2 separate regions of the Gossypium hirsutum genome follow, and region 2 is linked to region 1. A link is a contact called in public Hi-C data. All regions are on one chromosome and are shown on one strand. The core of a region is the stretch at or near the end of the contact, and the rest is flanking DNA. Distances in the headings are between cores, read along the strand shown. Region 1 holds the start of LOC107925676 (mediator of RNA polymerase II transcription subunit 28). Region 2 holds the start of LOC107931227 (U3 small nucleolar RNA-associated protein 14).

Region 1 (4,277 bases), core at 1,205-3,704:
TAACTTTTGAGCTGCTTAAATCTAGTTGCTGCAAACCTTATGCTAGTCAAAAGAGTTGACGAGAGCATCTTTTGTTGATACAACATGGAATTTGTCTGTGCTTTGCTGTGTTGATGACTTATTGCATATTTATTTGCTCTCATGAAAGTCTGATGCTAATTGAACTTGACCATTCTTTAACATTAGACCCTACGAGATTCGTGGTGGTCCACAGCATGATGGTCAAAGCTTGGATACTTTTGAATTGTAATTGAATGAAACTGGTCCTTTTGCTTAAGGTTAGGCCTGCATATGTTTCTCATTATTTGCTCCTATCTTTTCTCTGAAATGCTACAGCTATCACAATTACCCTACCTGGGTGCTAGACCAATTGTTCCAGAAGCTCCTGCACCACCAAATAACATCCTGTTTGTTCAGAATCTTCCTCATGATGCAACCACAATGATGCTACAAATGCTTTTCAATCAATACCCCGGTTTAAAGGATGTCAGAACAGTGGAAACAAAACCAGGTATAGCCTTTGTCGAGTATGAAAATGAGATGCAATCAACCGTCGCTATGCAGGCACTGCAAGGTTTCAAGATACAGCAAAACCAGATGTTGATTACTTACGCAAAGAAGTAGATAAAAAAAGACCCAAAGGGTCCTTTTATGTTGCTTCCAACTTGAGAAGGGCCGAGTGTATGGGTGGCCAATTAGATGCCAATTGCCATTCAAATCTAATAGCTGTTTTTGTGATATAGTATCTTTAACTAGAACTTGAGAATTGTAATTGTAGATTGTTGATCAGTTAATGTTCTGCAACAATTTCCCTTTTCTACTTGTCTTTTTTATGCTTACCTCGTTTTGAGTTCATATTTTAAGCTTTTGATTTGACTTTGGATTATTTATCTTTGTATACATACAGATTTGTGCTGTTTGGTGCTCCTTTTCCTGCCAAAGCAGATAAAATCAACTTCATTTCTTTAGTTGCATCACTGAAACAAAGAGTTCCACGCTCTATCATATGCTTTTCAAATTGTATTTTGCCCTCTGTACTTAAAAAATAAAAAAATTAATTTTTATATATTAAATTAAAAAACAAATTGATCGTTACATTTAAAATTACTCTTTAATCTAACAAACAGGAATCAAACAGGAATCAAATTGCTTATTTTTGAGTAAGGCAAAATGCAATCCTATTCCTAGATCCAAATATGATTATATCAAGTATAACTCACATGGGCAAAATTAGTATATGGAAGGATTGTATTAATTGTGCTTTCTGCAGTTACACAAGCAGCAGATATAATGCTTCACTGCCAGTACAAAGCAACATGATGATTGGTGGTAAAGCTAGACACTAAGATCAATCTCAAACAAAATATAACCCCAGAGATTATTAGCACACAAGTATCGCCAATAACTATACTCTCTCCAGTTCAGTAGTGTGTTGGTCCAGTTGGTCACTCAAATCCTTCCTCCATCCCTGGATCAGTCTCTCCTGATTCTTCATCATCTCCGTCTTCGTTTTCAACTCTTCTTCCATTGTTGCAATCTCCTGTTACAACGTCAAATTAGGGTTCTTTGCGGAGGATTCATCAATAAATCACGCACATCAATCATCTATAGTAGTAGAAGTTTAATGGGTTTACTTTTCTGAGCATTCCAGCCTTGGTTGGATGATCCTCGCGTTGCAAGCCAAGGAAATATAGCTGAAGCTTCTTGGCAGCTTCCATGAAATCTCTAGCATGTCTCTCCACATCAACTACAGCAATTACAAATGTAAACACCCTTTAAAAGAAAAAAGAAAAAGGAGGAACCAAGCATCGGAAATGGGATACTCTAGAACACTGAAAACTTCAATTTAGGGCATCTATTTATATATTTCATTAATTGATGCAGTATCTGTTTGACTAGGAACAAATATCGAAAGTAAATGGGGGGGGGGAATGAAAAAGAGAAGGCAACTGACTCTGATGAGAAGGGTGCGGAGAACGGTCGATAGCTTGAAGCTCTCTGGCTGGCAAGCAGGGGAGCAAAGCCGTCTCTAACGCCACCACCCAGGAAATCATGTCATCTCTTGATGAACCCTGGGGCGATTGAATCTGTGGATCGGGTTGAAGCTCTTGCCTTTCACTCATTATTCTTCACCCAAACAAACACACGTTTAATTTCACTCTTAACAATGTCTAGGGTTTAACGTTCCCCCTCCATCCCCCCCTTTCTTCTGTACGACCAAATAAAGGGTTACAAAACTTCAATTTCTTTCAGTTTTTCTCCCGACTGGAATCTGCATTTCTCAATGGGCTTTCTTTTTCGGCCCCGTTTCCGTAAAGGTTGATCCACATGATTTATGCTCAACCTTAAACGACCACGTACGACCAGCAGTTTTTTTCAAATATTTTTTAAGTGAAAATTGATTACAGAAGAAAAAGGGCTGCCCGCGCCATTATTAGCAGGAAAGCTGCAGAATGTAGTGAGTAGTTCTACTATGGGCTCCTAAATAAAAAAGTCTCTAGATATTTTGGTTGTGGGTTAAACAAAATGGTTAAGGGTTTAGTTTTAAGAATTTTGGTAAAATGTTAGATATTTTGATTAATTCATATAAATGTTGGTAAGTCCATAGAAATATTGATAAAATTTCTAGATATTTTGGTAATCCTAAGAAATATTGATAAATTCATATAAATTTTGCTAAAATCATTAGAAATTTTGGTGAAGTTAAGAATTTTATTAATTGTTAAGAATTGGTATAGGGTTAGAAATTTTGGAAATATTGGTAATATCTTATAAATTTTGGTAAAGTCTCATAAATATTGATAAATCGATAGAAATTTTGGTAAATCGTTAGATATTTTAGTAAATAATTAGATACATTGGTAAATCTTTGGAAATATTGGAAAATCGTTAGATATTTTACTAAATTCTTAAAAATTTTGATAAACCGTTAGATACATTAATAAATCATTAAATATATTAATAAGTCCTTAGATATTTTGGTAAAGTCATAGAAATTTTAGTAGTTTTTAAGACTTGGTATAAGGTTTAGAAAATTTGGAAATATTTGTAAAAACTTGGAAATTTTGGTAAAGTCTCATAAATAATGGTAAATTGATAGAAATTTTAGTAAAACATTAGAAATTTTGATAAATCATTTGATATTTCGGTAAACATTAGAAATTTTGGTAAATTGTTAGATATCTTGATAAATCTTTAGAAATTTTGGTAAATTGTTAGATATTTTTATAAATCCTTTAAAATATTGGTAAACCGTTAGATATATATTGTTAAATCATTAGATATTTTGGTAAACCGATAGATTTACTCGAAAATTGATAGATATTTTGATAAATCCTTAGAAATGTTAGCAAGTCATTAGATATATTGGTAAATCATTAGAAATTTTGGTAAATCATTGAATATTTTGGTAAAGTCATAGAAATTTTGGTAATTGTTAAGACTTGGCATAGGGTTTAGAAATTTTGAAAATATTGGTAAAATCTTATAAATATTAGTAAAATGATAGAAATTTTGGTAACTCATCAGACATTTTGGTAAATCTTTAAAATTTTTGGTAAATTGTTAGATATATTGGTAAGACAATAGAAATTTTGGTAATTGTCAAGACTTGGTATGGGAAATGGGGTTTAGAAAATTTAAAAATATTGGTAATCATAGAAATTTTGGTAAAGTCTCATAAATATTAGTAAATGATAACATGTTAAATTTGCATGATTTTTTGTGTTTAATTGGTTAATTCTTGAATTGATTCCTCTTGAATTAGTGGTTTTATGTTTTAATCTTGTCAAAGATGCAATTGGGATGCTGTGAGTTAAAAATGAGCAGAAAAGGACCAATTCACAACACAATCAATAAAGTGGGGCTGAATAAAAAATGTGAAAATAGCCAAGGACTCATAAGATTTCTTTTGACTTTGTAAAAACTAAAATTAGAAAAAAATCTAATTTTATATTTTATTAAATTTTAATTATGTGTTAGGTGGTTAAGCCAAATTTAGTAAGTGATATAGAGCTTTAAGGTAGCTTGGAAGATACACTTGACATTTGATTTCATTTTGGAATTAAAAAAGAATTATTCCTTTCTTTCCAATTTCATGTGTTTACAATTCCATTTCATTTTCCTTGTTTTTGCAAAAATCTGTTTAATTGTTTCCCAAGTCCTTTCCCTTCCAAATTTCTACCATTTTCATTCAAATCCACTCCATAACCAGCCAAGGCATGAATAATTTCATGCTTCACTAAATACCAACCTAGCTTTAGGCTGATATTCTTTCC
Region 2 (4,277 bases), core at 786-3,285, 130 kb after region 1:
AATGTTTATGTGCCATCCACATGGCAATCCACGTGTACGGCACATTAGTAAAATTAACAAAGGTTAACTTTTCTATCCATTTTAGATTGATTTGACAAAAAACATAAGTTTAAAGCTAAAAAATATGAAAAATTAATTTTTTTTTTATTTTTATAATTGATGACTAAACAAACAATAAAAAATTACAATTGGTTCAGAGGAACTGAGTTTTGCTTGTTCGCTTTGAGGATGGAGAAAGTTCATTGAATCTCCATTTTTTAGATTGCAAAGTGACGTTTGCTCTTGGTTGCATGTTACAGTGGCAGGTGTTGAGGAGAGCTGGTTGGCTGATATTGGATGTTGAAACGGTGCTTCTGCAGGCTCATGGGGTTTCTTTTGCTTTAATTTTGTTTGTTAATTTCTAGGTCTCATTTATTTTTATGCTGGACAACTGGTCTATTTAGTTTGTCGTTTACTTTGCTGTTTGTTGGTTACTTTTCAGTTCCATTTTCTTGAGCCTAATTAATAAATATCAGCTTATTTTTTTTGACAAAAAAAAATTAATCTTGAATTTATATAGCAATTAAAATTAAAATTTATTTCTATAAAAATCATCCATATTTTAATCGAATAACATCTAAATAAAATCACAAGAAAAAAATAGAACGAAGATTGTTAAGTTAAATATTTTTCAAAAAGAGTAGAACATTGAAAAATAATGATTCTTTAAAGAAAAGAAAATTCCCAGTCGTATTCAAATAATATCTCACCAAAAAAGAATAAAATTTATATTAATTGATGATTAAGATAACAAAACTAATATGATTTCAATGGCTATATCTTTTATTTTCTCATCCATCATTGTTAAACATGTTTTGATTAATTTATATATAATACTATTTTTTCCCAATTTTACTCTTATTAATTTTTTTGGTATAGTTTTAGAAAGAAATTATATTATTATTATGTTGACTCGAAGGTATGTTTGAAAAATAGAAAAGTTTGAATAAAAATACAATGCCTAAGAAATGGGATTGAATAAAATTTAAAATCCATTTCATATATGGGTAGGATCTTTGGTAAGAGTTTTTGGGTCGAGCTCAACTTGAACTCAATAACAATTAAACTCATTATCTAAAACCTAAAAATAGATTATCCAACTAAATAATCTAACTCAAAATATAAAATTTTAAAAATCATATTTAATACAATATAACATTTATTATATTTATGTTAGTGTTTTTTAATATAAATATTTTTAACGTGTTAGAAAATTCTTATTTTAATATTTTCTTAATGCATTTAATATATTATATTATTTTAAAAATAAAAACTAATATAAAAAATCAAATATGAGTGGGTTAGACCAAATTTGAATTTATCTTTCTTAATCTAGTTGAGATTGGGTAAAAAAATAAGTTTATTTTTTGAATAGGGTCAAACTTAAACTTAAAAAATTAATTTAGATATATTATATCATCCTAACTCAAACTTAATCCAACCCAACTCATGATTTTTAGATGAATTAAATGTAGTAGGCGGATGTGATCATTGGTTACATGTGGATAACATGTAGAAGGAATTATAGTGATGGGTTGATTACCCTATTATGTTAAGTTGATGGTATATTTTTATGTCAAGGAGCTATTCGTAGTTCAATATGAAATTGAAAATTACTTTGATTAACAAGTTCAAGCTATTTTTATTCTTAGCTGGTTTCTTTGCTCATGTTTTTATTCTCCCTTATTTATGCTATCCTGGAATTTCCAACATATTTTTAAAATTTATTTTTACATAAAAATAATCTAAAAAACTAAATACATACAGGCTAAGTTAAACTCGAATTTAGTATTTTTAATTTAGAATAATTTTAGATAAAATTTTAAACTCATTTTTTAGACCGAATGAGGAAGTCAACAATCACAAAAATACTAATAATAATGAGATCTTAATGGAAGCAAATTAATAAAGCAGATTTCAAAGAGAAATTAATGTTGTTACACGTATGTTGGTTGAAATGATGAAAGTTCTTCTTATGATTCGATAGTGTTCCAAAAATCCCTAAAAACAATCGTGGAGCATCTACGGTTGGATCGTCGGTTTTTGGTTTATTTTATGTTAGCTCCACCAAAAAGAACGAAGGCAATGAAGTTAAAGCAAGAAAATAATACCCACTGCCTGGAAACTTCGTTGATTAGAAACTACAAGATTTGGGCCGCTCTTGAGCCCTCTAAAGTCTTGGTCTTACCCTTTTCTATTGTTTTATTCACTCAAATGAAGATAAACTAACAACAAAACCTTTCACTTCTCTGTCGAACTAAGCCTTCTGCAAAGCTAACCAAGAAAAGGAGCCTTCTATGTTGTTTTGAAACCTTAGCCGTGAGCTTTCATCGCCATCAAATCGTCGTCAAGGGTTGTCTCCAACTGTCAACCCATTTTAAGTCGCCCCTTTATTTCTCCTTTTTCAAAATCTTCGATTCGATTTGATTTTGGATTCAAGGCCCTTTCTAGTAAGTTCTTTTTCTCCAGTTCGTTTTTGTCAGGTCACCAACTTTCGACGATATTACTCAACGAACAAAACTAGAAGCTGATCATGTTAATGTCTTGATCGGATTACCAACTTCCTTCGGTAAGAGCTTGCTTAATTGGATATGATCTAATATATTTATTAAACCAGTAAAAATCTTGAACGAATTAAAATGTGTACTTAAATGGCATGATTTTGCTTTTATATGACTCTTTCATATTAAGCCCATGCCCGGGCTCAGCCCAAAAATAGCTTAAAATTTTGTATCGGCCCAGTCTGAATCCGACCCAACTGAGCTCAAAATCGAATAATTTTAATAAAAAGTCGTATCATTTTTTTGTCGGGACCCGCCCTCATATCCCTTCAACCCTAAACTTAAGAGTCCAATATCTGCTCCCTGCCTCTGCATCTGTATCACTCTGCTATTTTTTATTTTCAGCTTTCGATCCTACTGCTCCTTACTTATTTCTTCGTATCATCTCATTTTTTCTCTCTCTGTTGACTTTGGTGAGAAGCAGAAATTTGTTTTAAAGCTATCCTTTCAGCGGAAATAGATAACTTTATCGCCGCTATTTTCCGTTACACCGCCTTTTGAGATATTTTTAGCGGCGGACGGTGCCGATATCGCAAAATAGCGACCCGCGGCATCGATATTTGAGACACTGCCAATACGATGGCAGTTAAAAAGCGGAAAGAGAGAGCCGTTGGCGGTGAATCCGGAAACAGCAAGAAGTTCAAAAAGTATTCCAACTCCAAAGGACCGATGAAGAAAAACAAGAACGATAAGCGAAAGAAGGGGAAAGGTCCTCGCTTGCCTTCTGCGCTACGAACGGAGCTTGATCGCCTGGACCCTAAAATAGCTTCCGATAGTGATGACGGTATCGATTTAGATGTTGGAAACGATGTTTATGAGTATGAGGAAGAAGTTCCACAAGAAGAGTCCCGGAAGAACCGCCGTTTCGATCCTGTCGAGAACTATGAGTATGAGCTACCTGAGGATTTTGAGGTTCGTTTCTCTATTGTTAGCTCGTTGAAGTGCATAAGTGAATTTTATTTCAGTATAATTTTATTTTGGTATGGAATTTGGATAGCCTAAGTCATATAACCCCTACTAGGGAATTCTATACTTTCCAAAGTAAGATCCAATTCCTATACTTCGCAATTAGGCACATATTATCAACTACGATCTGCAGTGCTTCTGAGCTTTTGTGTTGTAGGAAATCTTCTTAGATTGCATACTAACCTATTGTTCCTATTTTTATTTGTTATATGTTTATCAGTGTTTTCTTTTTCTCATGTAGGATGAGAATGTACCATCAGATGACGACGACGATGATGGTGACTTTGGTGTTGGTGGGAACAAGGGTAGTCTAAATGATGATGTTGATGCGAGTGATGGGGATGAAGAGGAAGATGATGAAAGGCACTTGAGGATGTTGCAAGGGGTCACTGGAATGTCAACTGATGCCTTTGGAGGTAAGAATTTGTCGAATTTGTATGGTTTGATAAGTATGGATTTTACTGATCAACCAAGTCAATGACCTATATAAGTTTTAGATGGTCATTGACTTTAATTGGCAGATTTTAAATCTCATTCAGGTTATCAATTAATTATACTATATTTTATTGTCAATTAAAAGTTGCTACTGGTTTGATATTTGAGAGATGTAATGAATGTCCTCGGAACATGTTTGCTATCTGACGGTGGACGGCCTATGTAAAAATCTGTCTGGTCATCATTTTTACCAATTTGAACTTTACTTTTGTATTG

What was found. Hi-C and Micro-C count contacts between places; a contact is called where the count stands out from the background.
Region 2: a contact with region 1 is called in a Hi-C map of leaf, with 2.6 times the contacts expected there. The contact joins the promoter of LOC107931227 here to the promoter of LOC107925676 in region 1. A contact is called at or near these places in 10 of 34 Hi-C or Micro-C datasets (callus, hypocotyl, leaf and 1 more).

Annotation. Positions count from the first base shown.
Region 1 is chrA12:85,608,802-85,613,078 of Gossypium_hirsutum_v2.1, forward strand. It overlaps LOC107925676 (mediator of RNA polymerase II transcription subunit 28), which reads right to left and starts at 2,455. Exons shown (of 3, transcript XM_016856388.2): 1 at 1,955-2,455; 2 at 1,635-1,747; 3 at 1,231-1,540. The coding sequence starts at 2,123. The coding sequence ends at 1,406. It overlaps LOC107925675 (U1 small nuclear ribonucleoprotein A), which reads left to right. Exons shown (of 5, transcript XM_016856387.2): 5 at 337-816. The coding sequence ends at 624.
Region 2 is chrA12:85,738,162-85,742,438 of Gossypium_hirsutum_v2.1, forward strand. LOC107931227 (U3 small nucleolar RNA-associated protein 14) reads left to right here and starts at 2,036. Exons shown (of 12, transcript XM_016863042.2): 1 at 2,036-2,608; 2 at 3,025-3,512; 3 at 3,808-3,982. The coding sequence starts at 3,180.